Regions from separate parts of the Bactrocera dorsalis genome. Here region 2 is linked to region 1. A link is a contact called in public Hi-C data. All regions are on one chromosome and are shown on one strand. Each heading gives the region's core, a stretch centred on a gene start, on an enhancer-like site or on the middle of the called end of the contact. The rest is flanking DNA. Distances are from core to core; before and after follow the strand shown.

Evidence for each region. A called contact is a pair of places that touch in the nucleus more often than the background predicts.
Region 2: a Hi-C map of whole body shows a contact between it and region 1, with 5 times the contacts expected there. The contact joins the promoter of LOC105228542 here to the enhancer-like site in region 1. A contact is called at or near these places in 2 of 2 Hi-C or Micro-C datasets (both in whole body).

What each region holds. Positions count from the first base shown.
Region 1 is chr2:84,437,563-84,442,842 of ASM2337382v1, forward strand. All of the region lies in intron 2 of LOC105228542 (histone-lysine N-methyltransferase, H3 lysine-79 specific), which reads right to left. Among protein-coding and RNA genes, the nearest start is that of LOC105228543, 53 kb to the left of the region's middle. Within about 2 kb of position 1,964, the one cell type or tissue checked has open chromatin away from gene starts, as enhancers often do.
Region 2 is chr2:84,526,671-84,531,950 of ASM2337382v1, forward strand. LOC105228542 (histone-lysine N-methyltransferase, H3 lysine-79 specific) reads right to left here and starts at 2,948. Exons shown (of 6, transcript XM_049449086.1): 1 at 1,067-2,948. LOC105228541 (transmembrane and coiled-coil domains protein 2) reads left to right here and starts at 3,639. Exons shown (of 13, transcript XM_049449098.1): 1 at 3,639-4,346.

The sequences.
Region 1 (5,280 bases), core at 714-3,213:
CAATTCACGACTTTGGGTTATGGAGAACTTTGAGTTAAGGAAGTTCTAGTTATGGAAGGTAATTTGTATGAAATTTAATTTCTAAGTGCTATTCAAGAGTTCGGGCTATGGAGAACGTCGGGTTACGAAATTTCTTATTACCATTATGAGCTTCGAACAAAGAGACAACATTAAATTTTGTTTTAGAATTGGTAAAACTATTATCGAAACGTTTCAATTGATGAAACAAGTTTATGGCGATGATTGCCTATCCCGTAGCAGAGTCCACGAGTGGTTTCAACGTTTTCAAAGTGGTAACGAACAAAATAACGATCTACATGTGGGCTAATCAAAATCCTTGATCACCGGAAATTCCATCGAAACTGTGCGTGAATTCATCAAAAATCAGCCGAAATCATCATTGAAATTCATGGAAATGAAATTGAACATCTCCAAAACATCGATTTATCGCATTTTGACCGAACATTTGGGCTTACGAAAGGTGTGTGCACGGTTTGTTCCGCACAAATTGACTGACGCCCAAAAATTGCTCAGAATCTAACACTCGAAGGACACGCTAGCAGACGTAGGAGCCATTCAAAACGTTTGCACCGGCATACTAGCGGTCATACCGGCCAACGAGCTAAAACACTCGTTCGACATGCTTTTGGACCGTGCAAAAAGCTGTATTGAAGCAGAAGGAGACTATTTTAGATTTCGGCAAATAGATTTTGCCGAAATCCGTTTGCTCTGTTTTTTTTTTTTAAGTCCTATTTACTTTGGAACGCACCTTGTACTACTGCAAATGTGATTATAGCGAATAGAAGTCAGTTGTAATAATTTCGAAGAAAGCTTTGTGGTTCTTACTATCTGAAAAAAGCAGGAAAACCCATACATTTGTCATAACTAAGATGGGCTACTCTCTACGCAAATAGAAAGTTAAGGACATATTTCATTGACTATGGAAAATATTATAATTAACTCATTTCCAACTCATTATTTTTCCTCGAAAAACAGGTATAATAAGATCTTCGTTGGAGAACAAATTCAATACAATCATTAATACAACACCTTTGGAACGCTGACTCATACGTCCGGGACATAAAAATATTTCATTGACTACGGAACTATTACAACAAACAAATATGACAATTAATAGAAATGAATGTCACATTAAAACTATAGTTAAAGCTCATCATTATTCGCCGAAAAAATACCTAGTTTTTCCCGTTATGTGATGTTCGTTACACATCATGTAAGGAGTGTCAATGTAAACATTATTACAACACCTCTGGCAACACTGAGTCATACGAAAATCCCAACACGTGGAGCGCATTCATATTCTCAGCAATGATCTGACATTGAACTTGACAGCGAAAACAACAAAACAACTGCGAAAAAAACAACCTTGGAAAAGAGCTGAGCGAGAAAATAAAAAATAAAAATATGCAATGCATGCGGGTTTGTATATTAATAAAATTATAATAAGCAAGTCAGTCAGTCAACACGACGTCGAGAGCAATATAAAATGTGTAAATATGTGTGGATCAGCATTTATGACTTACAGACGCGCCTAAATAAGCGCACAATGGATACCAATATACACAATACATATGTACAAATACTATGTAAATATTGCTTTATGATTTGCATATGCTCATGTGAAATATGCAAACTATTTTCTGAACGCTTTGCGGTTAATTACTTCGCTAATAAGCAGAGTTCAAGTCGCACGAGTGCAGACGTGCCCCTTTTTGTTCCTTCGACAACATAACCTCAAAGCTGCTACTAGACGGTAAGACGGTCCTACGGGTATAATTGGTGTGTAATATGAGCCCAGTAAGCAATAAAAATGAGAGAAGCATATTAAGCAATAATAATAATATAGTGAATACAAAAACTCCAACAACTAAAACAAAAGCAAACGACTAAAGCACGTTTCGCAATCGTTAAGCACAGAAATTATGACATCACAGACGTGTTCGCTTGTGTGGTCAAAGTGTAGTTGTAGCTGTAGTCGCTGGCTAGCTCACCTCCGGGAGAGGGGTGTATAACAAAGCTATTAACTAGAAAATGAGAAAAACAAACAACGACAAAGCGTTTAATTCAGGAGGCTGACCTTCAGTGGCGTTGCTTATGGTTAGCAAAATGAGAATTTAAAAATCATAACCTGCAAATATACATACATATGTGAAGTGTGAATGTAAATGAACTTGCGTCCAATGGGCATACGTTGAAAATATTTATTTGTAAAAATCGATATTTATAAAATAAAAAAATGTTTCACCTGGAGATCAGTATGTTGGTTATTTCTGAGAAACGAAAATTAGTTGGTGAAATTTTAGTTTTAATGAAAAAACGAAAATTCTTACGTTAAATGTGTGAGAACCTACAAAAATAATAGCGACCCCTAAGAGTTAAGCTACAGCGCCTGGCTTGTGGGAGGATTTTTTATTCGTCAATCACTAACATTTGAGGGGGTAAGAGTTGAAAAAAAAAATTTTGAAGCACCCTATTGTACAAACACTAGAGTCTGCATTTTCTCATTTTTCCAATATTTTTGGACCCATTCTTTGGACATAACAATAGAATAACGCTCTAATCGCAAGGATAATAAAATCTTGGATTACAGCTCAAAATCTGAATTTGTGGCCACCTTATAGTATTCTCCTGACTTTAATACAATGAAACTGGGTGCCCCTCAAGTTTTATGAGTCAGACCGTCAATTCGATGGGAGTCCCTTATAGTAACGATAAAAATTGTATGGAGTGAGATATCCTTGGATACTGAAATATATTCGTCTTTAAAAGCAAGCTTCCGCTATGTCTAAATGAAGAGATATACAGTGGCGGACAAAAGTCTACATACACCCCCTATTTCCATTGATATGAGAGTACAAAAAGTTTTTAGAAAAATGTATTTATACAGTTTTATTCTAATATTTATTATAATAACAATTAACTAAAAAAATTCATTATTTAACATAAAACAACAAATTTATGGAAGAAAAACTCAAAAATTGCTTTGACAAAAGTCTACATACAGTTCAAATCTCCTACTTTTTACATTGTAATATTAACAGTAAGGTAACGTTAGACTTTTTCTTTCATTTCAATATGATTATTGTTTGATATTTATTGAATTTAGTTGTGGTTTAAACATTTCAATAGCTATAATGGCTCCGCGAAATGAAATATCAATTGATGTAAGAAATTTGGTGATAAAAGAAAGAAAAGAAAAAAAATCATATGGTGAAATTTCTAAAATTTTAAACTTGAGTCGAGCAACAGTACAGACAATTCTAAAAAACTTTAAAAATAATGGTTCCAACGAAAATAAACCGCGCAGTGGACGCCCAAAAAAACAATCTCGTAGAGACGTCAGCCTGATTCTCAACGAAGTAGACCAAAATCCAAAAGTAAATGCTCCAAATATAGCCGAACGCATAGTAAGTACGTCACAAATGAGTATTCAACCAAGAACAATAAAAAAAGCTCTAAACGATAACGGATTCCACAGTAGAACACCACAGAAGAAACCTTTTATTTCTGAAAAAACCGGAAACTTCGTTTAAAGTTCGCCAAAAAACACAAAGAAAAGGAAATAGATTTTTGGAAAAAAGTTTCATTTACAGATGATTCTAAATTCATCCTTTTTGGTAGTGATGAAAGGACTAAAATTTGAAGGAAAACTAACGCCACGCTTGAACCGAAGAACATAAAGGGTGATTTTTTAAGAGCTTGATAACTTTTTAAAAAAAAAAAACGCATAAAATTTGCAAAATCTCATCGGTTCTTTATTTGAAACGTTAGATTGGTTCATGACATTTACTTTTTGAAGATAATTTCATTTAAATGTTGACCGCGGCTGCGTCTTAGGTGGTCCATTCGGAAAGTCCAATTTTGGGCAACTTTTTCGAGCATTTCGGCCGGAATAGCCCGAATTTCTTCGGAAATGTTGTCTTCCAAAGCTGGAATAGTTGCTGGCTTATTTCTGTAGACTTTAGACTTGACGTAGCCCCACAAAAAATAGTCTAAAGGCGTTAAATCGCATGATCTTGGTGGCCAACTACGGGTCCATTTCTTGAGATGAATTGTTGTCCGAAGTTTTCCCTCAAAATGGCCATAGAATCGCGAGCTGTTTGGCATGTAGCGCCATCTTGTTGAAACCACATGTCAACCAAGTTCAGTTCTTCCATTTTTGGCAACAAAAAGTTTGTTAGCATCGAACGATAGCGATCGCCATTCACCGTAACGTTGCGTCCAACAGCATCTTTGAAAAAATACGGTCCAATGATTCCACCAGCGTACAAACCACACCAAACAGTGCATTTTTCGGGATGCATGGGCAGTTCTTGAACGGCTTCTGGTTGCTCTTCACCCCAAATGCGGCAATTTTGCTTATTTACGTAGCCATTCAACCAGAAATGAGCCTCATCGCTGAACAAAATTTGTCGATAAAAAAGCGGATTTTCTGCCAACTTTTCTAGGGCCCATTCACTGAAAATTCGACGTTGTGGCAGATCGTTCGGCTTCAGTTCTTGCACGAGCTGTATTTTATACGGTTTTACACCAAGATCTTTGCGTAAAATCTTCCATGTGGTCGAATAACACAAACCCAATTGCTGCGAACGGCGACGAATCGACATTTCACGGTCTTCAGCCACACTCTCAGAAACAGACGCAATATTCTCTTCTGTACGCACTGTACGCATTCGTGTGGTTGGTTTAATGTCCAATAAAGTAAACTGAGTGCGAAACTTGGTCACAATCGCATTAATTGTTTGCTCACTTGGTCGATTATGTAGACCATAAATCGGACGTAAAGCGCGAAACACATTTCGAACCGAACACTGATTTTGGTAATAAAATTCAATGATTTGCAAGCGTTGCTCGTTAGTAAGTCTATTCATGATGAAATGTCAAAGCATACTGAGCATCTTTCTCTTTGACACCATGTCTGAAATCCCACGTGATCTGTCAAATACTAATGCATGAAAATCCTAACCTCAAAAAAATCACCCGTTAGTATCAATTGTGAAGCTCGGTGGCGGCAGCGTAATGGTTTGGGGAGCTGTTGCGGCCTCTGGAGTTAGAAATTCGGACTTTATTGAAGTTGAAATGGACGGTTATAAGAATAAGTCTCTGTTGGAACATAATTTGAAGCCTTTGGTGGATAGTTTAGGGCTCGGTTCCAGTTGGATATTTCAACAAGATAACGATCCGATGTATACGGCGCAAATTGTTAAGGACTGGTTGCTTTATTATACTCCAAGGCAATTAAATACACCACCTCAAAGT
Region 2 (5,280 bases), core at 1,698-4,197, 90 kb after region 1:
ACTAATACATATTTAAGTTTTAAATATTTTTTATTATTCATTATTATCTAACATGTATTAGGTTGTCAAAAAAGTCTTGCGGTATTTTCGCTAGTTGGCGCTGAAAGCGCGTAGTTCTAGTTTTATTCGTCGCATCGGGTCAAGCTATACCTTTTTGCAAAGCTCATTTCACGCGCTAACGCGTGTTTGATTGATTGTCGTTTCTTTTAAGTCGTTCGTGAGTTATAGCGTCGCAAACATGGAGCTAAATAAAATGAAAATACGGCATATTTTACAGTATTACTACGATAAAGGCAAAAATGCATCTCAAGCCGCCAATAAAATTTGTGCAGTTTATGGACCCGATACAGTTTCCATTTCCACCGCACAACGATGGTTTCAACGTTTTCGTTCTGGTGTAAAGGTGATCGAAGATGTGCCACGCTCCGGAAGGCCTGTCGTCGAAAATTACGATAAAATCGCTGAATTGGTCGAAAGAGACCGGCATAGTAGCAGCCGTAGCATCGGTCAAGAGCTGGGCACGAGTCATCAAAAATTCATTTCAATTTCCATAAAAAAAAATTCAATAAAAATACCGCAAGACTTTTTTGACAACCTAATATTATACGTTTAAAAACTACAGTAAATAATTTTCCGTTTCTAGTTAAAATAGCTAGCTCATTAATCTTCCGTTGAGATTAAGACTTTTCATTAGCATAAACATATAATGTTTTGTATGTAAATATCTTAATATTACTACCCAACAAATCAAATTCTTCAAAGTATTATTTTGTTGTAATGCAAATTAGTTATTTAGTCTTTCATAAAAAAATTATTTCACCTCAACAAATATACTGTATAGTACAATATACTAAGATGATCACATTTGCAATCACTCTTCATTTCGTTCACAAATAAATGTGTTTGGCAAAATCAATGTTATATTATTGTTTTCATTTTAAATTCGGCAAATATTTGTAGGCATATTATAAACCGGAATGGTTTAAACCGCCCATTGATTTGTAATCGTAAATACATATCAAACGTAAATTGAAGCTAAAATTTAAAAAAGGACAATTATACACACCTTATTCGATTGATTTAAATCTCTATGTTGACGACGGCGACCACTTTTCTTCCACTATACTCGGTAGAGTTTTTATGCTTTAAAACCGGCGAACGTAAACTTTCTCACGTTTTCACGAGTATAATATTGGTATTTTGTAATAAAAATTTTTTCTTATTTCAATGCTAATTACATATGTCTAAACTGTAAACAATCTGTCTCGGTTATAATACGAGTGTTAGCACTTACGATATTTTTGCGGGGAAGACATTTCTCTATTCAATTCATGAAACCGTAAATTTAAATTATTATTATTATATTAATTGTCTACAGTTGAGTCTTTTATGACATTTGTTGTTGTTTCGTCAAATTAATTTTCTAATTTTTATCTGCTAAATAATTTTAATTGCTTTAGTTAGTAAAACAGCAACATATCATATATAATGGTTTTATATTAACTTTGTCAAAATTTCTCTTTATTATTTTCGCGCACGTATTCCAAATTTTATATTTAAGGACATTATAATGCCTTGAATCCGCGATACAAACACATTTAACAAGTTTGTCATAAGCAGGTAAAATTTTCACCTCTGTTTTTTTCGCCTATTTAACAACTGATTTCAATTTACGCAATAATTACATATATTCATTAATTTAATGTCTTTATTGCTATACGTAAAAGAAAACGTTCAAACTATGTTACAAAAATTTATTAAAATAAAGTTGTTCACAAACAAATGCTTATTGCAACTTATCGTATCTTTATTGTATAACAGTTGTTCCGACTCCACTCTGCTTTGCTTTCGACGAATTTTCGTAGATATGTACATATTTTATATACTTATAAAACCACCCGTTTTTACGTTTTTATACCTTATTTAAACTTTTTTTGGCTGTTTTGTTTTGTCCCTCACTAGTATACACACACACGTACGCATGTAAATTAAAATTAATGAAAAAAATAAATAAAATTAACTGCTCGCTTTCATTTGCCTCGTCGGTGTGTCCACTTATTTAATACATTTCCATCCCTCTATCGCTTCCTCTAACTTCTGATTTCTACATTCTATTTTTCGTCACCATCAGCTATTTTTGTATGTATTGAAAGACTGCTATCAACTTTACAAAGTCTTGACGTCTTCAGTCGCACCGTCTAGCTCAATATATGCTGCAGTCAGCGTCAACGTCGGCGTCAGTGTAGTCGGTTGTCTTAATCGCGGTAGTTGTTGTTGCAGTTGCTATTTCTGCTGTTTTATTTCATTGATTCGGTTTTTTTACTTTTTGCTTTTTGTTTGCTGCTTCGAGTTGTTTTTATTATTGTTGTTTCTTCAGGCTTTTAATTTTTTCAACGTTTGCATTCTTCTCACATACGTTTTGCACTTTTCGCCTTCTCTTCTCTTCCATTGCATACCCTTCTTCGGTTCAATACGTTGAAATAATTTTTGGTTCACACTTTACACACTTAACTTTTCAATTATGTATTTTTCATTTTTATACTTTAATAATTTTTATTCCACTTTTACTTTAACACTTTTTATAAACTCATAATCGTCACTTTACTAATTTTCTTCGCTCAACACATTCGGTTTTTCATTCATACTTCTTTCTTCATCTATGTATTTCAATCGATGCTCATTTCGGCTCTACACAATATTCCTTTTTCACTTTACTCTTGTTTATAAATTACACCCTTTTAACAGAGCACCTTCAAATCAATCTGATTTTTTCTAAAATTAATTATTTTCACTGCTCTGTTCAAATTTGTAGCATAATTTCAATCCTCCACACGTTCTATTAACAGTTTGCGCCATTTCCCCCCTTTTCAATTTAATCGTCTGGCTCACTGGCAATTGAAGAAGGAACTGAAATAAATCAACTTTTCACGTTCTCAGCCACCCGACTGTTCCACAGTACTGAATGTTCCTATAGCTTCGCACCTTGCGCTGAATGCGTCATGGCGACGCTGAATTGGGTGTCGGCCATTTTGAAATAGCTGTCAAATATTCTATCAACTTAACGAACGTTCAATTGAGGCATTTATTGGCGGATTTTCTCGTCATGGGCGTTGGCAATGAATTGAGGAATTTCGTAGGATTTTTGCTGTGATTGTAACAAATTTCAGTCCTTACAATAATAAAGTATTTCACCAAGAGCTTTGAGTAGAGAATATTAATGAACAACATATGCGCTTACTCTATTTATTCTTATAATCTGGTCGTATGATAAATCAAATCTTTTTGAATACTAAATTGTAGTTTTCTGTTTAGCGGACTCGAGTCAAACAGAAGTAGCTCACTACTTGCCGTAAGATGGCACTGTAATTCCTTAAAAGCTGTGGCATCCCAGAGTTAAACAGTGTTGTGGTTATAAATTGAAAAATTGAATTTATTTAATTTTAATTCTAAATTTATAAACATTAATATTAAAATAGTTATTATTAATAAATTATTAAAAAGCGTAATGTTATTTGTGAAATGTGTTTTAAAGAAAGAAAACATTTTCCTTCCAAATCTCATTGGTAACGCCCTTTATGGCGAAGACAACTAAACATGACAACATTGTTAATTGTTGCAGTTTGATTTTGTTGTGGATTTTACGAACAGAGTCGCCGTAGATTCAGTCCGATTTGGAAGTGCAGAAATTTTGTAGTGTCTGATCAGTAGAGAATTTTTTAAACAAAATAAAAGAGAAAAGTGTTATTTAAATAAAAGTAAATTATACATTCACAGTTGCAAAAACGTGCAGAGTGTAATTGGTTTAAGATAAAATTGTTATCGTGTGTTTATAGGCAGATGTGTTCGTTTAATTTTCCTGTATCGTGTATTTGATTCAAAAACTTTTATTCGGCGTTTTATTTACAATGTTGGGTTTGTTTAAGGTTAACGATTAGCTTGAAGAAGTTAATTTTGTGATTGATTTGTGTAATTTTCAATGCCAAGATTAAAAATATAAATCAATTTTGTGGCGTGTAAGCTACAAAAAAAAGTAAAATAAAACAACCGCAGACTAAGCGGAAAAGAAGAAAAGAAAATGAGAGAAAATTGAGCACACAGTTTATTTTGTATCTCTCGTCGAAGTGTAAAAGAGTCAGAAAAACTGAGTTAGATACATTAATTTCAATATATTTCTAATAAAATATTATCTTATAAGTAGACAACTTGGTTTTGTCTAAACAAATAACAAAGAAGTGAATTACCTGGTAAAAAAAGGAGTGTCGGTTGTTGCAAGGGAAAACTGCTAAAGAAATCAAAACAAAACGGAATGCGAGAAAAATAAATGGAAGACAAACAAAAATAAAGGGGTAAGGAAGCTGGAAAAATATTGCATAAACTATTATTAAGAAACTCAAAAATATAGAATGTATGAAAATAATCTAATGTAATTAGAGGAAATTATGAACTGTAATTGTAATGTACGCCAACATCAAAATCTCATCTGCTTTAGCACAGGACGAAAATATAAAGAACTTTGTTGGTTGATTTTTACTTCTCGTACTTACATTTGAAACAATAATATTTAATGAATTATCTACCTGGAAATAATTATGAATGCCTTTATCAGGTGCATCAATAAAGTAGTAAGCGTTTAATTTGGTGACATCTAAGCATACGCTGTATATACGCTGCATACTGTGTGTGCAGTGGGCTTCAGAAAAAATTGATAATGAAGGGTGTGCCAATAGCGTAAATTTGGTAATGCATTAATTATATTAATATATAATTTTAACGGATAAATTATATTTGCGAAATAACTTGTCCGCTGTGGAAAAATATAAGGCTGGGATTTAGAATAGCATCCCCGGATTTCGGGAATAAAATGGGTATCAATGGAAAGGTGACGTTCTCCAGATCACGAAAATATATATATATAGTTGCCGCTGACTTATAGTTTTCGAGATATTCGCATTTAAAGTTGAAAAATTGACAACTTTTACATTGATAATTTGTGTATTGTGAGTAGCTTTTTCTCTTATATTATGCACTTTTCACTTACTAACACTTCACTATAACGTTTCTGCATATTCATTTTTTTAATATTTGTTGTAAATAAAGCTTTATTTTAATTATTTTATTTTAGTTACAATTCTCTGCATTTGCACAATGAGAAAAGTGCTGCCATGGTTATTTTTTTTGAAGCGCGGCGCGGAAAATTTGGTGACTAAATTTTACCCAAATATAATCCTTACTAAATATGCACATAATACTAGAAATAACAGTAAATTCAATTAGACTCAA